Linked DNA regions of Drosophila melanogaster: region 1 is linked to region 2. A link is a contact called in public Hi-C data. All regions are on one chromosome and are shown on one strand. The core of a region is the stretch at or near the end of the contact, and the rest is flanking DNA. Distances in the headings are between cores, read along the strand shown. Region 1 holds the start of RasGAP1 (Ras GTPase activating protein 1). Region 2 holds the start of rhea (rhea,).

What was found. Hi-C and Micro-C count contacts between places; a contact is called where the count stands out from the background.
Region 1: a contact with region 2 is called in a Hi-C map of the Kc167 cell line, with 2.1 times the contacts expected there. A contact is called at or near these places in 3 of 107 Hi-C or Micro-C datasets (the Kc167 cell line, the ML-DmBG3-c2 cell line and the S2 cell line).

The regions. Positions count from the first base shown.
Region 1 is chr3L:9,853,627-9,860,751 of dm6, reverse strand. RasGAP1 (Ras GTPase activating protein 1) reads left to right here and starts at 5,467. Exons shown (of 5, transcript NM_168382.2): 1 at 5,467-6,087. The coding sequence starts at 5,940. CG10809 reads left to right here and starts at 863. Exons shown (of 2, transcript NM_001169932.2): 1 at 863-2,414; 2 at 2,689-3,369. The coding sequence starts at 1,263. The coding sequence ends at 2,339. iPLA2-VIA (calcium-independent phospholipase A2 VIA) reads left to right here. Exons shown (of 8, transcript NM_168385.2): 8 at 1-535. The coding sequence ends at 47.
Region 2 is chr3L:8,540,781-8,547,113 of dm6, reverse strand. rhea (rhea,) reads right to left here and starts at 2,113. Exons shown (of 17, transcript NM_001274658.1): 1 at 2,025-2,113.

The DNA.
Region 1 (7,125 bases), core at 4,218-6,717, 1.3 Mb before region 2:
ACGCCAATCGGAATAAGATAATCGAGATGATCAATTTCCTAAAATAGCATGCAAGACGGATTTAGACCGCATTTGCTGTAGAGATCTCTCATTCGAGGGATCCTTTCGATTCATGTCCGTGTACTTTAGACTCGTTTAACCCTCTTCGTTTTTATTAAGCACCTTTTCTGAGGTCTAAATCAGCTCACTCGCTGGGACTTCCACTCTCAATAGCACCGATATCCTCCCACCACTTGGCTACAAAACAGAATCTGTGTGATTATCCTTAATTTTTCCAATTCCGAGGCTTCATCTCCAGGATTAGCAAACGAAATACGCTTTGTATATTGTGTTATTGGACTTAAGAGGGTACCATATCAGCACATTAATTTCGAAAATCTTTTATTTAATGTATTATAATCGGCCATGTATTTTATTGTACGTAACCCTCCAATTGAGTCGTTTAATTGATAAAAACATTCCGTGCCTCTGTTAGAAAATGAATGTGTATGTAGTATGTCGAGCACGAATTTTGAATAAAACTTTTTAAGTGTTTAAACCTGTTTTTAATGAATTCCCATTAAAATAGTTGTAGTACTGGTCCAGAAGCTAACATACATTAAATTATAGATCTTGAGATTGCAGGTTATAAGATTAATTGGTTTAATTACTTAATGGGTTTAGTTGTTGAATACTAAATTTAACTTCATGGCAGAGAAATGAAAAGCTGAAAACATTAAAATATTTTTTTAAGACTACAATACTGGATGTTAAAAAATGTTATAATTGTTTTTTAAAATATTTTTATGTTTAAATATTTAGCCTACCAGGGCTGGCTAATCGCGATAGTGTCCTCGCCAGAAGTTCCATTCTTCCAATCGATAGCTAGCACACTAGACATATGTATGTATCGATAGGCCAAAACAAATACAAACAATACAGACGAGCCAAGAATTTTTGCTCTGCGTCCCAACACATAAAAATCCATAACAAAGTGAGTCAAAGTGTTTTAAAACGAGGACTACGAACGCAATAGATGAAGATAAACCATTGCAGATCAAGATTAATACGCTCAGGGACGGCAGGGTCACACCAATAACGGGTGGTCAGAGTGACCAAAGTGGGCAGGAAAAGAAGCAAAAATAAACAAACAATACAGACAGGAAAATAAGCAGCGCGTGCATGGGAAGAGTTTTTTCGCCTTAGGCCCAAACACTGAAACCAGGAACACAGACGCACTGCATCACTGGCAACGGGGCACACAATCCGATTGCGACCAAGCTATGGCTGCGGCCACCAACAACGATTCCTCCGGCGTGGAGTCGGCCAAGGAGGAGGTGGAGATGTCGATGCCGCCATCGCCCATGTCGATGGCCATGGTACTGGCCAAATCGACACCGATGCCCATGCCCACCAGCGCCTCCAAGGGGATCATGATAACGCCGCCGCCACCGGCAATGCCGCCCACGCCCACATCGTCGCCCAACACGCACGGCGAGTGGCCCCACATGAACATCAACCTCAACCTGAACATGAGTTCAAACCCCAGCACGAATGCATCATTCCAGCTGAGCAGAGATCGGGGCGAGCACTTTGCCCTGCCGCATCTGCCGCCCCTGCCGCTGAATCCAAATGCCTCCAATGCCGAGTATCTGCCCAGCCTGATTCATCCAAGCACCCTGCCCTCGGGTAGCAAAAGCTTCAAGATGCGGCCGCGAATGCAGCGTCTAAAGCACTCCTACAGCTACAGCAACATAATCGTCCAGTCAAATGGCCGCAAACTGCGCACCGCCGCCTCCACCTGCAACATCGAGCTGCTCAACCGCATCCTTGAGGGTGGGGCCAATCCAAATGCCGCCGACGAGTACAATCGTAGTCCCCTGCATCTGGCCGCCTGTCGTGGCTACATACCCATTGTCCAGCAGCTACTAAAGTACGGAGCGAACCCAAATGTAGTCGACTCGCTGGGGAATACCCCACTCCATCTGGCTGTGATTTCGGCCAGCTCCAATAACTTCAACGTTGTGGTGGGTGTGCTGCTCCAGGGCGGCGCCAGTGTCCACATGTACGATCGCAGCAACAAGTCACCGCTGGAGCTCGCCGAGGCCAAGCTAAGATTGCTGCGCAATCGTTACGATCACCCTACGCCGGAGACGGCCAAAATCCTCGAGGACATGTGCATGCTGACCACGCTCATCTTACGCTACATGGTAAAGCAGCAGCGCGAGCTGGAGGATCTCTCCGCGCTGGAGAAGCGACTGCAGAACCTGAGCACCAGCGATGACCAAGAGCAGGTCGTATCCCAGACCGCCGATGAGCTGCTCGCCAGTGTCGAGCGGCTATCAATCAACAACAAGTAGACGGGACGTAAACTGGACGCCAGGGTAACCCGACCGCAGGCTGGCCCAAATTGCGTTCGATGAGTTGAGAAAAAAGTGAGTATGAAAACAAATAGTCTACAGATATATACAAATATACATATATGCAATACAAATAATGAAACCCCAAGTTGTGTTTTTAAAAACGTTATCTATAAAGCATGTGACGTCGCATTTGCCATTCCGCAAAGCATTTGTGATCTTAGTCACTCACAAGATTAGAAGCAATAATGTTTACAATACCTTAATTATATGTCAAATGGTTCGGAATATTGGTTTTAATATTTTTTCAGACTAGTGATACTAATCAACTGCTTTCTTTTCGTTGCAGTTTGTTTATCGTTTCCTAATTTGGCTGCCGTTGAGCTGGAGTTGGCATTGTGACAAGCAGCTGGAGGAGATTGAGATCCTGCGCCCGATCCTAAACCCACAAAGCTGCCAAATGCGACCAACGCTCTCAAACACACAAGCACACACATACACACCCACACACAAAAGAAAACACACATTGTTTTATGCGATCTTTTTATTAAGTATTTCATTTAAGGCTTATTGTTTATGCAAACAATCAACAAACATGATTACATTTTAAGCTTTACGTTTAGCGCGCCAAAAACAAAAAGAAATCAAGTTATGTAATAATGATGCAATCGCAACTCAAGAGGACACCTAACAATTTGCTACATTACATTTAACTAAATGACTACATTACTTGGAAATCGTTAAGTGTCTATTGTATACTATAACAAAAAAAAAAACCATATGCGTGTAAACACTCTCTGAACAATAAACGAAAAACCAAACGGCCATTTGACTTAATCCGCAGATCAAGCCGAAATCTGTAACTAAATAACTGAGAGGACTTCTGAGTGAATCTGGTTTGTGGTGAGGATCTGACAATCAAATAATCTAGAAAATCCTTTTCAGAAAATCAAACTGAAAACGTTTCTACTTAGATACAACTTGAAACTTCATTTTAACATAAGTTTGGTGTTGCCAAGTCTATTAATGCATTATGACAAACGGTTTTGATATACTAATTGCCCTTGATTGGTATATATTTTAAAATCCATAAATTCAACAAAAAAAATCGAAGCTTGAAAATCATCTATAAATCTATTTAACAGCCTTTTCCTCTTGCCGTTTAAATGTATTCAAAGTGCGATTAGGAAAACCCACATTGGGGTCTTTTATGAGTATTTATGTGTAAACTTCACATTAACATGAGGTGGATAAGAAAAACTAAACGTTTTAAGAAACTTGTTCACGACGCAAATAGTAAACGAAGTTTACGAACCCATATTGACGTCAAGATCGAGTTAATACTAAATAAATGTTGTAAATTAGGGAGATCAAAAAACCCGGTCCAAATGGGTTTTTCATTCATAACGAAATAATAACGGAAGCTAGACAAATGACCAAAACACTTTTCCGGACATAAATATGAGAAAATATGGGAGGAGTGGGTTTATAAACAGGCCCAAAAACCTGAAACCGAAACTCGTAGACCCATTCATACGAATGGAAATGCCACAAAATACTATATTTATAACATCTGCGCCTAGCTTCGAATTTTGTGGGCGGGGCAAATGGAGGAGGAGGAGGAATCGAGTGGACAGCTGGAAACGGAAAAAAAGAAGAAAAGCCCTGTCTCCTCTTCTTCCCACGTCGGTTACGTTTCGTTGAGCGAAATGATCAACATATTCAAATGGTCGTTACGCACGCTACACAGAAAATAGCATTGTGAACGTTCTTAACAAATATTATGATACACTTTAAAAGCATATACTAAAGGGAAATGTTAATTTTCGATAAGTCTCTTTAAATTATTACAATTACTATAAACTATAACTGTGTTATAGTATTTACAATTATAATTTATTTTATATACAATTATTTTGCTCAGTGCAGTTGAAGTGACTAGATCAAATGCAGGGCATACGAAAACAATGAAACCCAGCCGAGCAACCATCCGAAATGTTGACCCGACCACTTCCACTTATTGGCGGCAGTTGTGATAAGATGCACCGCCTCACTTGTTGATCTCTCCCTGCCAGTTGTTGTTCTTGTTGTTGTTGTGATGCATGTGGTTTCCAAGGCAAGGAGCAGAAGCAACATATGCGTAAAGAAAAACATAAGCGGCGTTGCTGTCCGGATGCCGTGTGAATTTCACATTTCACTGCCTTGTTTCTGAATATTTGTGTACTTTTAATGTACATATGTGTGTACTATGTAGTTCCTCGGGTTCCTGTGGACTGTCTGCGATCCAGAACGCCCACGTAATGTGCGCTACGGTATAAACAGCCGGGCATTTGATTTTTACTTACTTTGCTAAGCATAACTAGCTATTGATACATGGTTATTGGAATAGATATGAATCTTAAACTGGTTGAATTTAAAAATAAACATTGCTTTCTGATATAATTCCTTAACGATCGATCATAAACAAAACAGGGTTTTTTATTGCTTTGTACCGCCCTTCTTAAGTCGCATATGCCTCGACTTTCTCTGCCGGCGATCTTCGGTTGTTTCCGCTGTTGGTGGCGCCGGTGCAACATGTGTGTGTGTTTAAGTGTAGGTGACCGCTGCTGCGTGTGTGCGTTTTCATTCACAAAATTTTTGGGAGGTGCATGTGTACACTTGCCGCTTGGAAATTTTAATTCAGTTCCATTTCGGCCGACCTGCAACACGTTCGTAATTCGGAGTGTGTTTCAAAGTTAAGCAACTAAAAACCAATCGGAATTAATAAAAACATCAATTAAACCTCAAGTTAAAATAAAAAAAACCAAAAATTCAGTGTTTAATAATAATCAATTTTAAATAAATTACAAAATATATAACTGTTTGTTGGAGCTAACGATATATATTCGATAGCCAGAACTGGTGAAATATCGAAATTAAACTTAAACATTTTTAATGAAAACCTTACTGTTGTGCTTAACTTAATAAGCATAAGCCGTTGTTGAATAAAATAAAAAAATTATTTTAAAACATATCTGCTTCAAACAAATTATTAAGCAAACATTAATCATTTGCGTTTCCCGTGGTATTTTCGGGGCACCGTGCTAAGGTCACACTAATTCGTTGGAGTCATACAACCGTCTCGCTACGGTCACTCTAGTTCTGATTCCGCTTCGAAAGGTTGTTCGCGGATGCGTGTAAACCCGCAAAGCAAATAAACTCGGAGAACCAAGTTTTTGCGATTCTGATTCAAGCAACCGAATTACTTTCCATACTTCGATAATATAATCCCACGTCTGCTAGTGCGTGCAAAAAACAGTTTGTAGTTAAAACGAAATACTAAAATCAGTCGAGCCCTGAAGCAACAGGGAAAGTGCATTTCGTGAGCGGCAAATCGACTCATATTCCCGTCACACCAGCTCAATGCACAATGCAACGCTGCAGCGAGTGATGAAATTCAAATGCAAATAGCCGGCTAATAAACCTGTTAAAGAAAAACAAATAATTTCGAGTTATTAAAGTTTCGTGAAGATCGAGTGAAGGAGTTAGATAAATTTCCAATCGCGTGTTGCAAGTTCCCCAGTGGGTAGCTGACAAAAAGCTGGCTGCTTTAAGCGCACAATGCTGCTGAAGAAGAAGCGCTATATGTTCGACGAGCGAGACGACAATAATATTAACTCGCCCGTCGCCGTCGAGCCAAGCAGCAACAACAACAAAATGGCCGATACACGCGAAGTGCGCATTGAAGAGCAATTAAAAGTGAAAATTGGTATGTAAATCGAGTGCGAAATCGTTCAAAAACATCAAAAATATGTCGAAGAACATGCGTGGCATGAACGTTGAGTGAAATACGCGCAGCAACGTGCGTTTTTTATGTTCCAAAGTGTGCTGGAATTTTGACAGCGTCGCCGTTTGCCCCGCGGAGCCTCTTCCAAGCAGAAAACAACATAGAATCGGGAGAATATGTCTAAAAGTTTTCCAAAATGTTGTGTAATCTAATGGCAAACCGAAATTTGTGCGAGTTGAGGCAAAGAAAGTCGATTAATTGAGAAAACAAATGTGTTTTTGTTCTAGAAATGCATATTGCGTTCAAGTGTATAAGCATGCTGTCCCGCTCTGACTCGCGTGTTGCTCTGTGCGTGTGTGTTTCTGTTGCCTTTTTCCCTGTGTGTGTGTGTTTTTTTTTCGTGCAGCAGCAGTGCAATACATTTGTTGTTGCTGCCGTTTGAGAAGTAATGGATGACCAGGCTGAATGTTACGGCATTCGCTTCTTGACCCACCCCCAGAACCGCTCTTCCTCCTTCATCGCCCAGCACACCCCCCGCAGTTTTGAATGCGCCCCTTTTTGTGAATGAATCGGAAATCAAGCATGTGTCTGTGAGACGCTCCAGCGCATGCTCACACACACGCGACAAACGCACACACACAAGCGGCAGAGAGATCCCAGCAACAATGTGTGGGTTTTTTTATGAATGGAATTTTCGAATTCGGTGTACTTTTCTCAATACGAAGGTGTCTGTTTTATGAATGATTATCAAAAGCAACAAGCGAAAAGAGCATCGATTAATGGCCTACTATATATTGGCAAGAGGTCAAATGAATGAATGACGCTCTCTCACTTTTCCTCTCCATTCTGCCATCCACTTCATTCTGAAGCGAGAGCGAAGCAGACTGCAAGAGATAGACGAAAAATAAACTTGCGGTTGTTTTTTGGTGGTTTTACATTTCCTGTTGAAACATAAAAAGTAAAACAGAATTATGAATAACCACTGGCTGTGTGTACTGTGCGGGGAGGGGGGGGGGGGGT
Region 2 (6,333 bases), core at 864-3,363:
CCGGCAGCGCGATGAGGTAATTTTCAGCTTGTTTTCTAAAACGCTCGACATCCGAAATGGGGAAAAGGGTTTTCCGATGGGTTTTTGGCGCGCATCGCGCAGGCGCAACGTGCATTTGGCGTTTGAACTTAGTTACACAATGGAACTGCCTTTTTGTGGCACATATTCCACTCGGAATGGATAAAAATAACACCATATGTCACACACTTATGACCGCGCACTCTCGTCATGTATATACCTTCTTTAATTCCCACAATTGGGCTGGAAACTCTTTTGATATTTGAACTTGAACGATATGCACGATATGCGATATTCATATATGTACGAATCGCCTATACATATATATGGGTAGATATATGTATATATATATATATTTCAATAGCGATATCGGGCGCGGCACAATCGAACGAATTGGCACCGACGACGGACGAAACTCGAATGAGCGGGCCATAGAAGCGAGTGGTTCGCTCGGTTCCATGGGCAGTGTGAGCAGCATGAGCAACAGATGGGAGAGCCGCGAAGAGAGCCACCTGCTGCTAGGCTTCTCTCCTCTCTGATTCTTCCGATTCTCCTGATCGCCGTCTGCAAATGTAAACAAAACAAAAGGTGCCAGCCAGAGGGAGGGCGGTGAAATGAAGGGGCAGCGGAGGAGAAGGTAGTGGCCACAAGGTGATGGACCCGTGCCAGTGGTGACTAATCTTTTGTTGCCCAACTTATGGCTCTTTCTTTCTTCTCAAAAGTGAGCAGAGAGGAAGCGAGAAATTGGAAGAGGAAGTGCGCTTAGTCACATGGGGTTTTCTAAGAAATGGACATTACTCCTGCTTTTCAAGGGCTAAGCTAGTCAAGCGATTGGAGCGTTGTAAGTATTAGTATTTTGAAATGTTTTGGTAATGACGTTTTGTTTTGATGATGTTATATGACCCAAACATTTCTTATCTATAATATCAATGACTCTTTGACGGACTAGATTATTCCCCAAAAGGAATGCTTCTAAACAATCAACAATATTAACGTAATCTTTATGGGTTCAAATCTCTATAGATACTATAATCTAAACAGGACCAGTCTCTTTTTAGGAAAGTATCTGCATTTAAAACTCTTACACAAACAGAATACATGAGAAATTTCAATCTCAGTTGAAATAATTGAATACAACAGTTTCCAAAAACGTGCATAAACAAAGGAGGCAAAATAATAGCCTGTTGACTTCAATTAGGTCCAATTATTGACGCAATTGAGGGCCTGATCCCGGGAAGAGTGAATCTCTATGCCACTGACAGCGGGATGTAGGCACGAGTCTTGTGGGTCCTCGTCTCGGATCTTTGAGGGTTGCAGTTGCACAGCTAACTCCACAATTAACTTGAGAATTGAAGGCAATTGCCAACTCCCGCGAATCCGGCGCTTCTTCTTCTTCTTCTTCAGCAACCGGGGGTTATCTTATCGCGTATGGAATGTACCCCATATACATATACACCATGCTATTCTGCACGCTCATCCAGCTGCTCAGATAAAGCCGTCAAACCAAACCAACTGCTGTGCTGATAATGCGAGGCAGTCGCAGTTGGACTCTCGTTAATTGAATTATATTCGCAGCTTTGGCTAAAAAAAAAATGTTGCACTTTAATTAGCATAAAACGTAGACGATGCTTACAAGCAAACAAACGAACAAACATACAAATGCGGGCGTTCCCTTTTTTTGCCCCCTTTTGTTGTTACACTGGAAACTTGGTTAAAAGGGCGGAATTCGCGTGACCGACAAAAACAAATGTGCGGGACATGTGGGAGAGACCAAAATCCGGACAGTCGGCGCCAACAACTGGGGGTAGGGATAACGATGATGACTCCACCCCGGAGGAGCACCCACTAGGCGGCAACAACAAAATGTGCGAACGAATCGAAATGAGTTCTTGTTGGCCAGGCCGCAGCTGAATCTCCACTGGCTTTGTTTGACGCGTTTTCATGCCGCGGGAAAGGGGCTTTAAACTGATTTGTGCACTTGGGGTTTTAAACATTGGTTAACTTACAGAAACACACGGCGAAAAGGGCTTAAAGAGAGCTAAAATCGAGTAAATAAAACTAACACTTTACAAAATATTCCGTAGTTAAGACAGTGTGACCGTGCGTCAAGCAGCTATCGATAAGTCATTGCGGCTATCGGAACCAATTAGCGTTTGGGTCACATAATTACAAAATAAATAAAAAATATATAAATTTACAAGTTCTAATCATAGTTTGCCTATACTTCTATAATATTTGAAATTACTACGGCAAGCAAAAAGTAGTCTGCACACAGAGCTGTTATGCCAATGGCAGACTGTTAAGTGCAGGGTCACCCCAAATGTAAAGGCATGAGCGCCAAATTTAAAATAAAACCCCCAACTAATGCAGTCTAACTAAAACAAGGCTTAAAGATTAAGCGATTTGTAGTCGAATCCTATAAAAACAACATATCCACATGATTAATGAAGGTTACAAGCCCCACCAAAGCGCACCCCCACACAAACTTGATAAATTTGTCTGGCTTTCCTGAATTTTCTCCGAGACGATCATCGTTTCCGTTTTGATTTCGGCGATTGGAGGGCAACCAAGTGTGCAACTTACAACCCTCAGAAAATAGACGAGCAATCTAAGGGCCGAAAAACAAAAACTAGCCAAAATCATAAAAATAAGCAAGCGAATTCATGACTTCGCCAAAGTCAACGGACCGCACATAGCGCGCGTCTTTGGGGGCCCTTTCACTGGGGTTGCTTTCCCTATAAGGCAGCGAAATAAAAATAAATTTAATGTTCCTGTTTTTTTCCCTTCTCCTTTCTCGACTTGTCAAGGATATCATATGCGCGAATACATGGGTATATGTGTACGCGTAATTTATGCTGCAAAACATCTCGAGCATAAACAGGAAACAAGCGTCCACGGTCCTTCTTTCGCAACACTCTTAAAAAATGAGAAGTAATTAAAGACAAGTTGCAAAATTATCAAAGGGGGGGATAAACATTCCTTTTGCTACTATCAAACTTGAATTTAATTATTGGAAATTTCAAGAGAAACATTTTAAAGCGAACTTTCAGAAAACCTTCATACATAAAACACTATATTCTTCATATAAAAATTTCTCTCTGTGCACAATGCCCGCCCCTGCGCGCTTGAGAAATTTCTTGAAACGAAGTCAAGTTCGTGGCTTGGGCGCAAATTCAATTAATTTCAATCGAACGCCTGTCGTTCTGGGCATCCGGCATTGGGCATTGGGCATTGAGCATTGATGTCCCGCGATTCGAGGCCTGCCAAACCGATACGCAGATAGAAGATGCAGGATGTGCAGATATGGACTCACCCCTCGGGCCGATAAATCTCGGAACTGGCACACTCGCTTTACACACACGCCCGTTATGACTGCTGGCCAAGGAGGAGCAAGCGAAATGGATGAGCAGAACGCATCGACATGTGTCCTGGTGCTCCTGCTGCGTCATTGCTTTAGTTCCGGTTGAGTTTGTGCCAGCGCTCGCCAAGATTTATGTCACTTTGTTGGCCCAACAAAGAGGCCAGGGAGTTTGGTTTTCGGTAATGGCAAATAAAAACCCGATTCGCAAATCCTTTCCTCGAGTGACCCACTTGGGATTTGGGACTTGGGACTGACCAGCAGCGAGGAGCAACGCTAATTGAGCGATCTTCCGGCTGGCTAATGGGTTAAACCGGCCAAGCCGAATGCCCATATATCATGTGCTTGGGCCGTGATAATTTCGGCATTTTATCAACCAAAATTTAGAGGGTTCTTGACTCTGCCGGAGATTTATGGCCATCTAATTGAGTTTGTAGTTTTCCGAATGCATTTCTGGTTTCTAGTTGCGGATGAATCTGAGCTCTTTGGAGACGAATAAATTGGTTGAAATATAATAAGTTTTTTTCATATTTTAAGTACAACAAAAACTAGAAAAACTTGAAAAACGTAGAAATTTATGATGACAAGAAGTTTGAGTGTTTTCAAAAGAACTAATTGCTTGAAATTTGTAATTGCTTCTCTGTTTTTAGAAACTAGTACCAGACACTTACAAAATGTTTAGAAATTATTGCTAAACAAAAAACGGAAATAAATTCATATCCATTTCTTAATACCCATTAATTTAGAAATAAATGTATTATTTAGTGTAGATTCCGCTTACAATTGTTGGGAAATTCGTTTCGAAACCTTTAAATTCGATTTGCTTCACAATTATAAAGTGAACCGTCCTTTCTCCCCAATTTGTTTAGCATTCTGGAAAGGCGTAAACTCGTTTTCATATTGCCCGACAAATTCCCCACAAATTCGAAGCACTCGAAGGACATTTGCATGCGGGCAGCTATGAAAAACTTATATTGAGAACAATAAAAATTTATGAAAAGCCATTAGGGCGAGGCTGGAAAAACAAGCAAACGACTACAAATTGACGGCAGCCGTACGACCCAAACCCCTTTTGGATGAATTCGAGATCGGGATTGAAGCTGAATGGAAGGGGAGTTTTTGGCCACAAATTATTTTTATAGCTGAGAACGATCCCAGGCACGAGTATGGCGAGTTATGCGCCGGAGAATCCTATAAGCAATCCGAGACTAAGCTCGTGGAAGTGCCCGGATGGACGTCTCGGTCGTAAAAAGATGGAACAAGCCCAAAGGAGTGCACAGGAAGAAATCATTGAGACTTTAGAAAGAGTTTAGTATAAGAACTTATGGTAGTTATGTTAAAACTGATGCAAGCATCTTTCACTGATCTATGAAATGTAATCTGTTTGAATCTTAGATACTTTAAGACTTTGGAAGACCTTGGCAATCCATTATAGCTATTTGTGTTTCTTTTAGAGAATTCATTTCTCTGAGTGCAGTCAAATGTGAAACTGGAGTGTTGTGCCGTGTCATTGTCATTGCCTTTGTCACTGGCGTCTGGGGGCATGGACATGGAAGAGAGCGAATTTTAATTGATGACGATTTCATTAAAATTTCGTGGCGGCCGTGCTGAAAATCGACATCCTGCAACCCCGCAGCGTGTGGCAATAAAAATGCAAACAAGCGGCGCGTGGGCAATGTCCTTGCTCCAGGATAGGAGATGATGAAGATGATGACGCTGGGTTAACTCGCCCAGCCAAGTGTGAAGGATGCAAAAAGTTAATCGCTCAGGCGGACGACACAAGCCCAAACCCAAACCCAAACCCAAGCCCAAGCTCAAGCACTTTGTATCTGGCCAGATGTGTTAATGTTTCTCGATTCCAGCCCAGGCTGGAGGGGTATTTTTTATTGCCCTGTCCAGGACATTCGGCATCCTGCGGGATGTGTGTGTTTGCGCACTAAGTAAATTGCGTAAATTTATGGCTGCGTAAATTGTTTAATGACTCAACAGTCTATTTATCCTGGCGAGGCCATGCACCGACTTGGCCTAATGGCCATGTTGAGGTTGAGTTCGTATCCGAGGATTTGGAATTTGGCTTGGAGTCAGGGGTGTCAAGTGGAGGAGGTGGTGCAGTGAGCTTGTTAAAAGTTCCATTCGTTTAAGGCATTTATTGACATTTCAAGGCATTAAAATGTTTATTTGCAGCGTGTAATTGAAAGTTTTATTAAATTTTTTTCAATAACTTGGATCAATTTTTTGATTAATGCCTCCTAAGAACTACTAGGAACACCTATATTTCCGTATCTTTATTAAATTTTTTCTATATTTATATTCAAAACAAATTTATTCGCTCTATAAAATCGTGCATTTCCTTACCAAAACTCTAACGTATAGCATCCATTTCGAAATGCATTTTATCTTAATAGTCTTCACTTAATTTTCCCGAAATGAGCATTTCATTTTAGTTTCTGGGACCGCTGACATGTCACTATTCACAGGACGGCCGCTTATCCTGGCTAAAGGATCTGCCCCGCTGAGACATAGGCAGCAATTAAGCAGGCATTAAACATGTAAACTGCTCGCAACGCCCCAGAGATCAAGGATTGGGCAAGGATGAGCATGGATGAGCCAGAGGATACCAGGGCGATGGAACCCCTCACCTTGTGGGGGTTGGCTGTTCAATTCCGTTTCCAATTCGCTGACTTGTCGCACCCAGTCAAAAAGCTGAGGACGATAAACGGCGCTGATAGCACAGCATTTATCAAGGAGCTCGGAACAGGCTCAATTGAGTTTCAAATTGATGTCACCATTATCGGGAGCTGTCATCTAAGGACCTGGTTGGGGTGACATCTACATGAGGGATGCGATGAATCGCAAAAGGAAAAAAAAAAGAAACATATAACAACAAGGAGGAGGGGCAGCGATGTATTCCGTATTTATTTATAATTTTTTCATCATTTATCAGCGATACTACTTTC